Regions from separate parts of the Anser cygnoides genome. Here region 2 is linked to region 1. Evidence: chromatin contacts called from public Hi-C data. All regions are on one chromosome and are shown on one strand. The core of a region is the stretch at or near the end of the contact, and the rest is flanking DNA. Distances in the headings are between cores, read along the strand shown. Region 1 holds the start of IGFBP4 (insulin like growth factor binding protein 4). Region 2 holds the start of ORMDL3 (ORMDL sphingolipid biosynthesis regulator 3).

Region 1 (6,821 bases), core at 2,209-4,708:
TTCGCCCACACCGTCTGCTCCTGCGGCCCCGACGCGGCTCCCGCTGTTATCACGGCGGGCCCCGACACGCCCCCTCGCCCGCCCCGGCACCCGCACCCCACGGGCCGCATCCGGCACGGGGCTGAGCGCTTACAGCCGAGCCACCGTGTGCCCCGGCCAGGGATGGGGGGGGCAGGCAGAGGAACCCTAGGGAAGGGAGCCAGGGCTGGGCTGGCGGAGGGAGCCGCTGACGCCAGGGAAGAGGGAGCTGGGGGAGGAGATGCTGCCTGGAAATTGGGAGTAAAAACCACTATGAGTGTGGGAAAGGGCTGGCTGGGAGCAGGGGGCACTGAATGCGGCGGGGAGCAGCTGGGTGCTCCATGGGGTCTGGGTGCTCCATGGGGTCTGCCCGGCCATGGGTGCCTGGCTCTGAGATGTGCTGAGCCGTGGGGAGGGGGCTGCGAGAGCGCGGAGAGCACGAGGGAGGCATCGGGGTCTGGTAGGGTGGGCAGCTGCAGCACCCCAACGTGGGTGCGTGTGGTCCCCAGCCCCCCTGCTCCAGCTTGGGCTGGGGGCTGCAGCCCCTGAGCTCCCAGATCCCCGTCTGCCCTGGCACTGCTGGGACCTGCAGCCCCTCTGCAGGGCTGGGGTGACTCCGGAGCTGTTGGGGTGTCGCAGGGAGGCAGCAGCCAGCGGGGCACCCCCAGCCCCAGGAACCCCAAAGACCCCGAGTCTGGGAGCCCAAAGAGCCCCAGACCTGGGAGCACGGGGGCTTCCCATCACCCGCAGGTGAGCGGGGCTGCGCTGAGCATCTCGGGGTGGGGGCAGCGTGGCAGTGGGGTGCAGCCCCCTCTCCATCTCACAGGATTGTGCTGGGCTGGGGGACGTGGAGGACCCGCGCCCAGCCAGAGCATGGGGACAGCCCCCGGGGCTGCACGGCGAGCACGTCCCCGTCCCCCGCCGGCGCTCTGCCTGCTCCCTCCGGCCCCGCAGACACAACAGCCTCCCCGGCGGGCGCTCAGCGCTGCCAAGGCCTGATAAGGTGCCGCGGCCCCAGCAGGGCTGGGCACCTGTTTGGGTTTGGCCCTGGCTTGGACACCGTGTCAAGGCTGGCGCCTCTGCCCCGTGTCACGGCCACGCGTGGCTGTGCCAGGCAGGGCAGGGGGGCTCGGGGGCAGCGCCGGGTGCCGATGCTCTGCAGGGTCCCCGCTTTGGGGAGGGGGAGAAGGGGGCCGGGGGGTGAGGGTGGGGGACACGGCCCCTGCCTGCGTCCTGCCCGCAGCAGCCCCAGCCCCCAGGCTCAGCACTGCCTGGCTCTCCCTCACGGGGCAGAGAAGATGCTCCTGCTCACGGCCAGCGGGGCTTTGCTGGCACCGAAGCCCCAAAAATCGGGTGTGCTCAGCCGTGAGACGAGCGTGGGGTTCTCAGCGCTACGGGCTGGCTCTGCTCCTCTCGCGGGGGCTGCGATGGGCTCAGCCCTTCCCAAGCGTGGCCAGGCTGCGGGCACGGCGTGGGGGTGGCTTTTGTCCCCTTGCTGCTCCCCACCTTCCGCCCCGCTGTCCCCTGACTGAGGGCAAATGAGACAGATTACACTGATGGCGTGCACAGGGTCCTGTTCCTGCTGCTGCTCCTCTGAGCTACACCAAAGTGGCACAAGGAGGGCCGGGGGGGGGCATGGGGCTGCATTACACCCCTCACGCCTCCCTCTGATGCCCGCAGCAGCCCGGCTCAGCCCTGCGGTGAAGCCTCAGCTGATGTCCAAGTGGTTAATTACCGTTAATTGCCTCAAAGGTGGCGCGGAGCAGTCCCAAACCCGCTGGCTCGCCCTGCTCAGGCTGGGTGTCAGGGAAAGGTTCTGCACCCAGGGGTGGCCGGGCACTGGGACGGGCTCCCCAGGGACACCGAGCCTGCTGGTCGCATATAAGGTCTGATCTGGGGGTGGCCCTGTGCAGGGCCAGGAGCTGGACCCAGTGATCCCTGAGGGTCCCTTCCCACTCGGGACATCCCGTGGTTCTCCAAGCCCACGTCCCAGGCTGCTGCTGCCCATGGTCCGAGGTGCCACCGCTCCGCCGTGCAGCCCACCGCAGGGCTCCGGGGCTGCAAGGGGGGGGGGGCCGGGGGAGGCAGGGGCAGAGCAGCCCCCGGGGGCTCGGTCCCTTCCCTCCGGGCACAATCCCCATCCTCGGGGCTCGCCGCCCGTTTTCCTCCCGCTTTCCTCCGCTAGGTGCCGGCACCTTGCAACTTATCGGCCCCGGTGCGGTGCCTGCGCGGGGATCGGGCCCGGAGGGGTGCAGGGGGGTGGGGGTGCAGGGGGGGATGTGGGGTGCTGGGGAGCCGGGACAGCCTCCGAGCATGCCGGGGCTCTGCCGGCCGCCTTCGGGTCTCTGCGCTTGGGGCTGGGATGGTCCCAGCCTGAGGGCCGTGGGGTGTGGAGTGGGGCAGGGCTCGCCCCACACTGGGACCTTGGCTCCGGATGCAGCCCCCTGCGGTGCAGCTGCTGCCCTGCAGGATGCCCCCATCCCATCCCATCCCATCCCATCCCATCCCATCCCATCCCATCCCATCCCATCCCATCCCATCCCATCCCATCCCATCCCCCCATCCCATCCCATCCCATCCATCCCATCCCCATCCCCTCCCGTCCCATCCCATCCCATCCCCATCCCCTCCCCCCATCCCATCCCATCCCCATCCCATCCCATCCCCATCCCTACCCCCATCCCTATCCCCCCATCCCTATCCCCCCATATCCCCCCATCCCATCCCATATCCCCCCATCCCCATCCCCCCCATCCCCATCCCCCCCTATCCCCCCCTATCCCTACCCCTACCCCTATCCCTATCCCCAACCCCATCCCCATCCCCATCCCCATCCCCCCGTCCCATCCCATCCCCATCCCCATCCCCATCCCCATCCCCATCCCCATCCCCATCCCTACCCCTATCCCTACCCCTATCCCTATCCCTATCCCTATCCCTATCCCTATCCCTATCCCTATCCCTATCCCTATCCCTATCCCTATCCCTATCCCTATCCCTATCCCTATCCCTATCCCCAACCCATCCCCATCCCCATCCCATCACAGTCTATCCCACCCCATCCCATCCTATCCCAGTCCCCCCCCCCCGCACCCCCCCAGCAGCTCAGCACCGGGCAGCGCACACCCTCGGGGACAGCAGTGCCGAAGCCCCCCGGGGCAGATCACCACGGGGGCTGCCAGCGGGGACCCGCCGGGGCCGGTACCGACCCGGGGCGGGGGGGGGGGGGCTCTCCCGGTACCGGCGCTGCCCCCTCCGGCAGCCGCAGCGCCGAACCCACCGGGTGCCCAACGCGGCACCGGCTGCGCGCAGCGGCTCTGCCCGGGGGGGCGGGAGGGGGGGGGCCGGGGCTGTCGGGGGCGGCCCCGCCGGTGGCCCCGGTGCCGGCGGGAGGTGTGGCCACGGGGCGGCATAAAGCCCCCGCCGCCTGCCCCCCGCGCCCGCCGCCAGCCCGAGCGCTGCAGCGCGGGGCCGCAATGCGCGGGGGCGCGGCGCGGCTGCCGCTGCTGCCACCGGCGGTGCTGGTCCCGGTGCTGGCGGCGGTGCTGGCGGCGGGGGCGGCACCGGGAGCTGCCCCGGTGCAGGGGCAAGGCGGGGGAGGGGAGGAAGCGATCCAGTGCCCGCCGTGCTCGGAGGAGCGCTTGGCTCGTTGCAAAGCCCCGCAGGGCTGCGCCGAGCTGGTGCGGGAGCCGGGCTGCGGGTGCTGCGCCACCTGCGCGCTCGGGCGCGGCACGGCGTGCGGGGTGTACACGGCGCGCTGCGGGGCCGGGCTGCGCTGCTACCCCCCCCGCGGCGTGCCCCGGCCCCTGCACACCCTCATGCACGGCCAGGGGGTCTGCACCGACCTGGCCGACGTCGAAGCCATCCAGGAGAGCCTCCAGCCGCCGGGTAAGGCACTGGGGGATGCGCAAATTGGGGTGGTGGTGGGGGGGGGGTCCTCTGGCAGCGCAGGGGTGGCACCGATCTTGCTGCTCGGGGAGGGTCGGAAGGGGATGGGGGGGGGGATTTTGGGGATGGGGAAGCTCAAGGAGGTTTGTCCCGATTGGTGTCCTGTGCGCTGGGCGGCAGGGGATCTCACGGCTGGGTCACATCGGTGCCATCGTCACCTGCAGTGCCACGGCCACAGCTGGTGGCACCGTGCAGCCCCTGGGCCGGGCAGGGACCGGCTGCACGCGGTGCTGTGGGGCACCGTGCTCGGGGTCCTGCTGCCGGGGGAGCTCCCGTTGTGCGGTGACCCCTGAGCTCTCCCTTCCACGGGATGCTGCCGGCACGGCCGGGAGGAAACAGGAAAGAGGCCGCGGGGCACCTGCTTCCCTCGCAAACAGGTCGGCGTGTCCTGCGCAGGGGCTCTGTGTCCTTCCTCCTCCACCCCACGGCCGGGCAGGGCAGTGCCAAGCCGGGGGACCCCAAGGGCTGCAGCCCCGCTGCCTGCAGGCTCTGCTTGTCCACCCCACTGCCCTGTCATCGGTGTCCATCGTGACCCTCTGCCACCCTCATGGTGCCCGGGCAGAGTTTGGGGATCGTGGGCAGCACCCCAGAGCTGTTCATGTGGTTTGGCAGAGCGAACAGACCCGCTCCTGGGGGCTGAGATCTGGCCCTTTTGGCGCTCTGGATGCCCATGCTGCCCCCTTCCCCATCCCATGGGCTGTGACTGGGACCACGTCCCCTGGACTGGGGGGCAGCACCCACCACGGGACAGCCCGCAAGGTGCCCTGGCCCTGTGTCCCCACGCAGGTCACCCGGGGCTCTCCGGCATGGCTCTTCCAGCTCCCTGCTGCGGTGCTGCCGGCCCCAAGGGCCGGATCCCAGCCCCTCTCTCCTCCATACCAGTGACGAGGACCCTTTGCAGAGGTCCCCCCAGCTGCCCCTCCCCAGGGGCAGGAGTCGGCTGTGAGTGCCCGGCACAGGGTCTGCTGCGGGACCCCCTGCCCTGCCTGCTTGTCCTCATCCCACATCCTGCAGGAGCTGTCTGGGCTCCCTGGCCCGGGGCTGTGTCGGGCTGCCAAGGCCTGTTGCTTTTGGCTTTGCCCCGTGTAACGCAGCATTTTTTCCCAGAGCCTTTAGGAAACAGGCTTACAGTATTTTCCCTTTCTTCCTGTGCTGTTCTGGCCGTGCTGGGGACGGGTGGGTGGCTGTGGGAGCCGGGCTCTCCCGATGGGCACCTTGCTGGCGGCGTTGCAGGTGGCAGGACGGGGCAGCGGGCAGCAGCGAGCCCCTTTCCCCGGGGTGTCCTGGTGGGAAGGTCCTGGTGGGATGACAGAGCCACGGGTCCCAGTCCCAGCAGGAGCAGCAGGGTTGGAGGCTGCAGCTCCATCGCTCCCCAGGACATGAGCAGTGGCACAGCCCTGCCCGTGTGCCGTGGCACGGCCGGTGCATCCGGCGGGTCCCCTCTGGTTAAGCAGAAGGAATTAAATGCCTCTTTAGGTGCAGGAGCCACTGGGAGCAATGCTCCCTGGTGCCTGTGTGGGTGCTGAGGCTGCAGGGGGTGTGGGCCATGATTTGGGGGCGTGGGGCTGGTCCAGTGGATGCTTTTGGGGTGCTGCATTCCAGGCTTTGGGTCCCACGGGGACTGGGCTGGGGTCAGCTCTCGGAGGGCTCCTTGCTCCATCGCCCCTCCTGGGACCAGCAGCACCTGCAGGGCCGGAGGCTTTGGGGGAAGAGAGAGCAGGTGGCCGCTCTCCTGCCCCACGCCCCTCTCCCATGGCCGTGGGTTTGGGGACCTGTGCAGGACCCTGGTACCTGCATCCATCCCCCAGCTCCTGGCTTGCCCACAGGACATCCCGCTGGGAGCCGTGCTCCTGGAGGTGACAGCCGCGGCTTTTTGCTGCAAAGCGAGGTCCCGGTCTCAGGGGGATCTGCCTGTCCCATCCTGTCCAGCCCCGTTGGGACCAGGCTGGCTCGTGGCACGGGCTTGGCCCCATTGCGTGTCCCCGTCTGGGGCTGTCGGTGCCGCCGCTTCGGGGAGGTGCGGGCGGCTGAACCTGTGGGTGGCATCCAGGAAGAGGCAAGGACATTCTCCCCAACACGCATTAGGAGTGATTTAATGCTGGGTAAATAATTATGTCTGGGGGAAAAAGTGACCTAGGAAAAGCGTCTGGGAAGCTGCGAGCATCCCAGTGCTTGCTGGGTGGGACGGATCCTGCTCCCTTCCCCGTGCAGGGAGGAGCACCTCGGCAGCCCAGGCTGCAGCACCCAGCTCATTCTGCACCCCACATGCCTCATCCCTGTCCCTTTCTGCCTGGTGAGGAGGTCGAGCAGGGCTATTGCCCTGTCCCAGCTGTGCCACGGGGCCGGCAGAGGCTGGACGGGGTCTCCAAGATCTCCCCAGGCTCAGCGTGGGGCTGGGCATTTGGGGGCTAGCACAGGGGCAACGCAGCAGCATGAGGGGTGCACGGGGAGACAGCAAGCAGGGGGGGCTGGGGGAGGCACGCACGGCCCTGGCCGTGGCTCCCCAGGCTCCCCGCGCTCCCCTGGGGCCAGCGTTCGGCAGGATGAGTGCGCGCTTCCCCGCGCCGACTCCTGCCAAGTGGAGAGCCCCGGCAGCCAAGAGAGCCAGTGCTGCGCGGCCAGGACCACCCATGGGCCGTGCCTGGGGTGCTGGATGGAGAAGTGGAGGGTGCTGAGCCTCACTGCGGCTGTCACCTTGGACATGTCCCCCGCCAGCCCAGGGGACACGTGGGGACCTTCGTGCCTGCACTGAGGGGAGCAGCCCCGGGTTGTGCAGTGGGGACGGAGCAGGAGGGATGAGGCCTGGCCCTCCGGATGCTCCTGCATCTGCTGCTGGTGCTGGGCAGGATGCGGCC
Region 2 (7,296 bases), core at 3,833-6,332, 200 kb before region 1:
CGGGCCTCCCCGGGGCTCCCCGCCCCCGGCCCGCCCCGCCGGGGGGGCTGCACGGCGCCGGGCACCCCCGCCTCGCTCCCGGCTTCCCTCCCCGGTCGGCCCCGGGAGAGGCTGCGCCGCGGGACCCCTGCCCCGGGGGTGCGATGGGTTTGGGGGAGGGGGGGGGGGGAAACACCGGGGGGACCCCCGAGCCCCCAGCCCGGGGGCAGCCGCAGCGAACGGAGCCGCCGGGGAGCGTCGAGCCCCCCCGGGTCCCTGCGTGGGAACGGCGCTGCCCCCCCCGCCCCCCCCGGAGGGCGATGCCCGGAGCTGGGCTGTGCCCCCCGCCTCTGCCGGCTGCCCACGGCTCAGCCCCGGGGACACCGGGAATCCCCCCAAGCCCCCCGCCGCCGCCGTTCCCCCTCCCCCGCCACGGAGCGCGACCCCTCCCGGCCGCCGCCTCCCGCGGGCACCGGCATCGCTTACCCGGGGAAACCCGAGCCGCGGCGGGCAGCGAGGCGGCCGCAGCACGGGGGGGGGGGGGGGGGGACCCGGAGCGGGCCCCCAGCCCAACCCCGAGCCGCCCGGACCGGGGCTCTCGGGGCTGCGCTCAGGACCATGGAGAGCGGCCGCCGTTACCGGGCCCGGCCCGTTCCCGGTGCCCCGTTCCCGGCTGGGGCCGCTGCACGCGGCCGGCAGCACCGGGGCTCGCCCCCCCTGCCCCCGCGGGACACCGGGCACCGGGGACGAGGGGACGAGACCTTGCGAGCAAGGATGCCGGTGACCCCCGCATCCCGGTGCCCGTTCTCCTTGGAGAGGCCACGCGTTGCCACCCTGCCGCTGCTCCGGCGGATAACCGGTTTACGAGGCGCCTGGCCTGCATCTGGCTCCATTAGGACAACCGAAGCTGACGGGAGGGCTGGAGCCAGGCGCTCCCCGGGGACCCCCACGTTCCCCCCCCCAAGAGCTGCCCCGGGGCTGCCAGGCCCTGGCGGGGCCCACGCTCCTGCCGCCGTCTCCATCACTGGGGCTGGGATCGCAGCCAAGCCCGCGCTGGGGCATCCTCCAAGGCTGGCGGGCAGCAGGCAGGGAGCCTCCACCTGCCCTCAGGCTCCTCGGCTCACGTCTCCCCACGGCTGGCCGGGGAGCGGAGCAGCCCCGAGCTCCCCAGTACCGGTCCCGGTGCTGCCGGGTGCCGTGCCCGCAGCAGGACCGGAGCTGGAGCTGCGGCAGCGCCAGGCGAGGCAGCCACCAGCTGCAGGAGCGGGGCTGGAGGGAATCACGGACGCATCCAGACCGATGCTGGGGCTGCTGGAGCTCTTGGCGAGCCCCAGCTGATGGTGGCCACGAGGAGCTTCCCGAGCTCAGCCCAGGGGCTGGGGGGGCACCGGCGCTTCCCCACCCTATGGAGCCTGAAAACCCAGAGCCTGCAGTGCAGCGCGACCCCGCGCGGACCCTTCCCTGCCGCAGCCAGCACCGGCTGGCTAAAAATAGGCAGCACCGGCTCCCCGCTGCCAATATGCAGCTAAATATAGCCGGTACCGAGCCGGCAGCGGGACCGCGGCCGGCCGAACGGGAGAGGAGCGTGGCCCCCAATATGGGGGTGGATGGGGAAACCACGCAGGAGCAGCCCCCCTGCAAGCAGGGAGCAGCCAGCCCGGGCTGCGGGTGGGGGGACGGATCCTCCTCCCCAGGGACCCCTTGCCCCCAAATTCCGGGGTTCCCTGGGTGGGTGAATCCGGGCTGGGGAGCCCAAGGAGCGGTTCCCCTCACTGCGCTCCCACCGGCAGCGAGAGAGAGGCTGCTGCTGCTGCTGCATCACCGAGAGGGATTAATATTTATGGGCGTTTAAAAATAGCCGTCGCATTGTGCTTCCCCCTCACGTGCGGAGTCAGCGGGGTGCGGGGAAGCTGCTAAATTAGATGTCACCGCGCAGAGGGAGCTGCTCAGTCAGGCAGGAGCAGGGATAAAAATAGAGCCTGCCATGCGTGCGTGGCTCCCCTGCAAAGCAGGGCCGGCTCCCGCGGGATCCCCCGCCTCCGCTCACGGCATCCCCGCACCTCACCGCGCTGCCGCGGACACCCCCGGGGCACCTGGGCAGGGACTGGGTTTTCCTGGCCCTGAGGGTGGGTCCCCCGTGCCCACGGCCATCCGGGAGCAGCCGCCGGGGGAAGCTCCGGCTGCGGGAAGCCACCCGGTGCCTGCCAGCGGCACGATGCCAGCGCGTGGTGCCCTGGTCCCCATGGCCCTGCCGTGCCCCGCTGGTGCACAACCGCGGGGCTGGGGCCAGATCCAGAGCTGGCACCCACCGGCACCGCTGCACCGTGGCTAGATGGGTGCACAGGGGGTCTGCGGGGCCCCTGCCCGCATCCGTTCCCTGCGGATGGGTGTGCGGCCACCCTCAGGCCCACAAGGACGCTGGCACAGGGTGCCCAGCCCTGGGCAGAGCAGGGGAAGCCTCGAAGCCTTCAGCACAAGGCGGCACCGCAAACTCCTCCATGCCAGAAACAAGACCCCAAAAATTGGCTTCGCCGTGTGGCCAGGGAGGGCTGGCAGCAGCCGTGCCGAGCTGGGGGGCTCTGAGCCATCCTGGTGGAGCCGCCTGTGCCGGGCGTGGGGATGGAGAGGGTACCCCGGGGGTGCCACGCTGACGGGCTCCGGGGCCGGCTGTGCCCTAGCACGGTCCCACGGGAGCCAGCAGCAGAGCAGCTCGGGGCAGGGGCTGGCAGCACAAAGCGGCCTCGCCGCTCAGCGCCGTGCTGCACCCTCTGCCGCTCCCCGGCAGGAGAGCTCGCCGCAGCGGCGGCGCGCACAAAGGCTGCACAGATGGCCACGCGCACCGAGGGGCCGCAGCAGCGCCACGCTGCTGGCTTTGATCGCTGTGCAAACAAAGGCACGGCCAGATGGTCGCCCCGCGCTCCAGCACAGGAATCCTGCCTGAGCTCCCAGGCCCTGACCTTGGCCGCGCGTCCCGGTGGTGCCCGCGGGCATCGATGGCGTGCCCGACGCCTTGGCTGAGGTTTCCCAGTGGGGACACCCCCACGCCCCACTGGGGTTGATCCTGCTGAGCACAGCACGGGGTGCTTTGTGCCTTTAGGGCCACAGCTCAGGGGTGCTGTGGGCAGAGCAGCTGTGAAGTGAAGCAGGGGGCGAGCGCTGCTCTGCTCCCCTTCCCAGCAGCGCAGCCCCCAAAGGACCCTCCTCGGGAGGTGGTGGAGACCCCGGCCCCTGCCCAGGGAGGTGGTGGACTCACCGTCCCTGGGGGTGTTTAAGGAAAGCTGGACGTGGTGCTTGGGGATGTGGTCTAGTGGGTGATGGTGGTGGTAGGGGGGCTGCTGGGCCGGGTGGTTTTGGGGAGGGGTTCCAACCCTAACGATGGGGGCCTTCATTTTGAGACTGTATGGAAAAGAAAACAACAACAACAACAGAGAAGGAACTTTTCCTTCACCTAAATTTTATTATTATTTTGCAACTCCTTCAGGTGTCCACAAGGAATTTTGCCCCTCTCCCCCCCACCCCCAAAACAAAACAAAACAAAAAAAAACCATTGTGGCATAGAGGTATAATTTCAGTTCACACCAGAGGACATTCTTCTCACTGAAGTACAGTTAAGCCCCACAAAGTGCCAAAAAAACCTGCCAAAAAGTAATGTATTTACAAGTTAGTTTTACATGTTGGCATTATTTACTTGTCTGGTCTTGCATTCAGGGCTTGACCTGTCTGGGGGGGAACATGTAATGCCGTGCAAGGTTGTTTGGTTGTATGACTGACAACACGACTTTAAAATTTTGAACTGTTTGTATAGAAGCAAAATACAGAAGAGTACACTGTCCCCAAGGGAAACGTAGAAACTACCTGTTGCTTCTCAGGTTTTAAGTTAGAAGGTGTAAGCATCTGTTAAGGTGTAAGAAAAAAGCGTAATCAGCTGTTTGAGCACAATTGTTACGTCTACATGAACATTTTCCTCTCCAATTTCCAACTTGGAGTGCAACATTTTTCATCATACTCCTAGATCAGGTCCTTGCGGGTCCTTTCCAACTCGGGATATTCTGTGATTCTGTGGTTCTAGGATTCTGTGATTCTGTGATTCCGTGATTCTGTGATTCTAGGATTCTGTGGTTCTAGGATTCCGTGATTCTGTGATTCTAGGATTCCGTGGTTCTGTGATTCTGTGATTCTGTGGTTCTAGGATTCTGCTATTCTGTGATTTTGTGATTCTAGGATTCTGTGTTTCTAGGATTCTGCGGTTCTGTGATTCTGTGATTCTGTGATTCCGTGATTCCGTGATTCTGTGATTCTAGGATTCTGTGATTCTAGGATTCTGTGGTTCTGTGGTTCTAGGATTCTGTGGTTCTGTGATTCTGTGATTCAAGGATTCTGCTATTCTGTGACTCTGTGATTCCGTGATTCTGTGATTCTAGGATTCTGTGGTTCTGTGATTCTGTGATTCTGTGGTTCTAGGATTCTGCGGTTCTGCGGTTCTGTGATTCTGTGATTCCGTGATTCCGTGATTCTGTGATTCTAGGATTCTGTGGTTCTAGGATTCTGTGATTCTGTGATTCAAGGATTCTGTGACTCTGTGATTCCGTGATTCTGTGATTCTAGGATTCTGTGGTTCTGTGGTTCTGGGATTCTGGGATTCTAGGATTCTGCTATTCTGTGTTTTTGTGATTCTAGGATTCTGTGATTCTAGGATTCTGTGATTCTGTGATTCCGTGATTCCGTGATTCCATGATTCTGTGATTCTAGGATTCTGTGGTTCTAGGATTCTGTGATTCTGTGATTCTAGGATTCTGTGATTCTGTGATTCTGTGATTCTAGGATTCTGTGACTCTGTGATTCTAGGATTCTGTGATTCTAGGATTCTGTGATTCTGTGGTTCTAGGATTCCGTGGTTCTGTGATTCTGTGACTCTGTGATTCTAGGATTCTGCGGTTCTGTGGTTCTAGGATTCTGCGGTTCTGTGATTCTGGGATTCTGTGATTCTAGGATTCTGCTATTCTGTGTTTTTGTGATTCTAGGTTTCTGTGTTTCTAGGATTCTGTGATGCTGTGATTCCAGGATTCTGCGGTTCTGTGACCCTGTGGCTCCAGGCCCGGACTACAACTCCCGGCGTGCCGCGGGGCCGGGGCGGGACGCGCCGTGGGGCCGGCCGGGAGCGCGGCGGGTGCGCGGCGGAGAGCCCGGGCCGGGCCGGGCCGAGCCGAGCCGGGACGAGCCGAACCGGGCTGAACCGGGCCGGGGCCGCAGCGGTGAGTGCGGGCCGGGCCGGGCAGGGCCGGGCCGGAGGGGGGGGGGGGGGGTCCCGCGGCGAGGCCGAGCCCCCCCGGCGTGCAGCGGGGGCAGGGGGGCGGCGGCCGGTCCCGGGGCGCAGCCGGCTCCGGTGATCCCCTGCAAAACCGGGGGCTGCTGCCGGGGGCTGGGGGCGATCCCCGGGTCCCCGCTGGGCAGCGGCCGGGGCTTTGTTCGGAGCTGGGCGGGGGGAGGGACCCCCGGCGGACAGCCCCGACCTGTAGCGCTGCCCGGTGCCCAGTGCCCCCGCAACGGGGCGGGGGGGGCGGGGATCGGGGGGAGGGGGGGCAGAGATCCGGAGGGGGACACAGATCGCTGAGGGGGGTACAGATCCCACGGGGGGGGGGGCACGGATCCCACGGGGGGGGCAGAGATCCAGAAGGGGGCACAGATCCCATTGGGGGGGCACAGGTCCCACAGCAAGGCACAGATCCCACAGCGGGACACAGATCCCACGGGGGGGGGCACAGATCCCACAGCAGGGCACAGATCCCACGGGGGGGGGCACAGATCCCATGGGAGGGGGGGGCACAGATCCCACAGCAGGGCACAGATCCCACAGCGGGACACAGATCCCACGGGGGGGGGCACAGATCCCACAGCAGGGCACAGATCCCACGGGGGGGGGCACAGATCCCATGGGAGGGGGGGGCACAGATCCCACAGCAGGGCACAGATCCCACAGCGGGACACAGATCCCACAGCGGGACACAGATCCCACAGGGGGGCACAGATCCCATGGGGGGGGGGGGGGCACAGATCCCCCAGCAGGACACAGATCCAGCTGCTGCTGTGCCCCCCCACAATTGCTCTCGCTTCTTCTGCTGCTTGCATCAGCCGGGGCCTCATCCTGACCCCCGTCCCGCCGCTGCCCCGGGTCCTGGGTTCACGGCCAGGCTCCGGCCCGGCAGAGCCTCCAGCGGCCCAGCTCGGGGCCACAAAGCAGTGCTGGTTAGTCCGACGTGCCAGCACCTTCCCCTATCAGCCGCCTTTACGTGCAGCCAACATCTTCGAGGCACTCGATAACTCCGGCTCTCGCAAAGAAGGGTTTAAAATATTTATTTGCTGGGGAGATGGCGAGTGCTGTTGCTGCCAGAGATAGGGATTGCGGCTCTGCCGCGGCTCCCCCGGATCACAATCGCTTGCATGCTGGGAACGCTCAGGAAGATCGCCCGAGATAAGCACCTGCTGCCTTCCTCACCTCTGCGGTCCTCAGATAAAGCTCCCGCACGGAGCAGGCAGCGGGCGAGGCGGCCAGCAGCAGGGTGCAATCCTGCAGCACCCCGGGGAACGGCTGTCGGGAAGAGCCGTGCCCTGCCCGGCGTTCTGGGTCACGGCTGAGCAGCGGGACGGGGCGGGGGGTGGTGGTTGGGCTCCCCCCGGGGAGCAAAAGAAGAGGTGGGGAAGGAGCTGCGCCTCGGGGCGCTGGTGGCATGGCTTTAGGCATGGTCCTCCAGCAGCTGCTGACGTTGGGCTGTTTCCCCTTTTTGTAGAAGCAGGGAGGTGCTGTCACGTCAGCTGCTGGCAGCCCCAAAGCACCTTGCTCGGAGCCCCGGGACAGGTCTGGTTCTCCCGAGGGAGCCCTGGGCAGCCGGGAGCTCACGAGTGACGGGTGGGCAGTCGGTCAGGCAGGCACAGAAAGGCCCGGGCAGAGAGGAAGGGCTCAGCTCCTCCATCGCGTGCGCTGTTTGTGTCCCACCACGACTTTTTCCCTCCTTGGATGGCCACCGTCCAACGTCAGCGCAGTCCTGACCTTCACACCCGGTCTGTTGAAACATCCAAACTTTTCTGTCCTGAAACGGCGCTGCACGACTGGGAAGGGCAGCTCAGCAGCCAGCTGCTGCAGGGGCGGAGCTGGAGTTCCTCCCGCTTTTGTGTCTCGCCTTGGTGTTTTTTTTGTTTTTTTTTTTTTTTTTTTCCTGCAGGTGAACAAATCCCCGGTGTAAAATCAGAAAGCAAACAACATGGGGTCGGGGATGGGGGTAGGGATCTGAGCTTCGGCAGCGCGCTCCGTCAGCCAGACTT

Evidence for each region. Hi-C and Micro-C count contacts between places; a contact is called where the count stands out from the background.
Region 2: a contact with region 1 is called in a Hi-C map of liver, with 7 times the contacts expected there. The contact joins the promoter of ORMDL3 here to the promoter of IGFBP4 in region 1. A contact is called at or near these places in 2 of 7 Hi-C or Micro-C datasets (both in liver).

The regions. Positions count from the first base shown.
Region 1 is chr22:7,575,490-7,582,310 of Taihu_goose_T2T_genome, reverse strand. It overlaps IGFBP4 (insulin like growth factor binding protein 4), which reads left to right and starts at 3,458. Exons shown (of 4, transcript XM_048053219.2): 1 at 3,458-3,906. The coding sequence starts at 3,495. It overlaps LOC106049566 (collagen alpha-1(XVIII) chain-like), which reads right to left and starts at 3. Exons shown (of 23, transcript XM_048053179.2): 1 at 1-3.
Region 2 is chr22:7,771,781-7,779,076 of Taihu_goose_T2T_genome, reverse strand. It overlaps ORMDL3 (ORMDL sphingolipid biosynthesis regulator 3), which reads left to right and starts at 5,082. Exons shown (of 4, transcript XM_066981449.1): 1 at 5,082-5,231.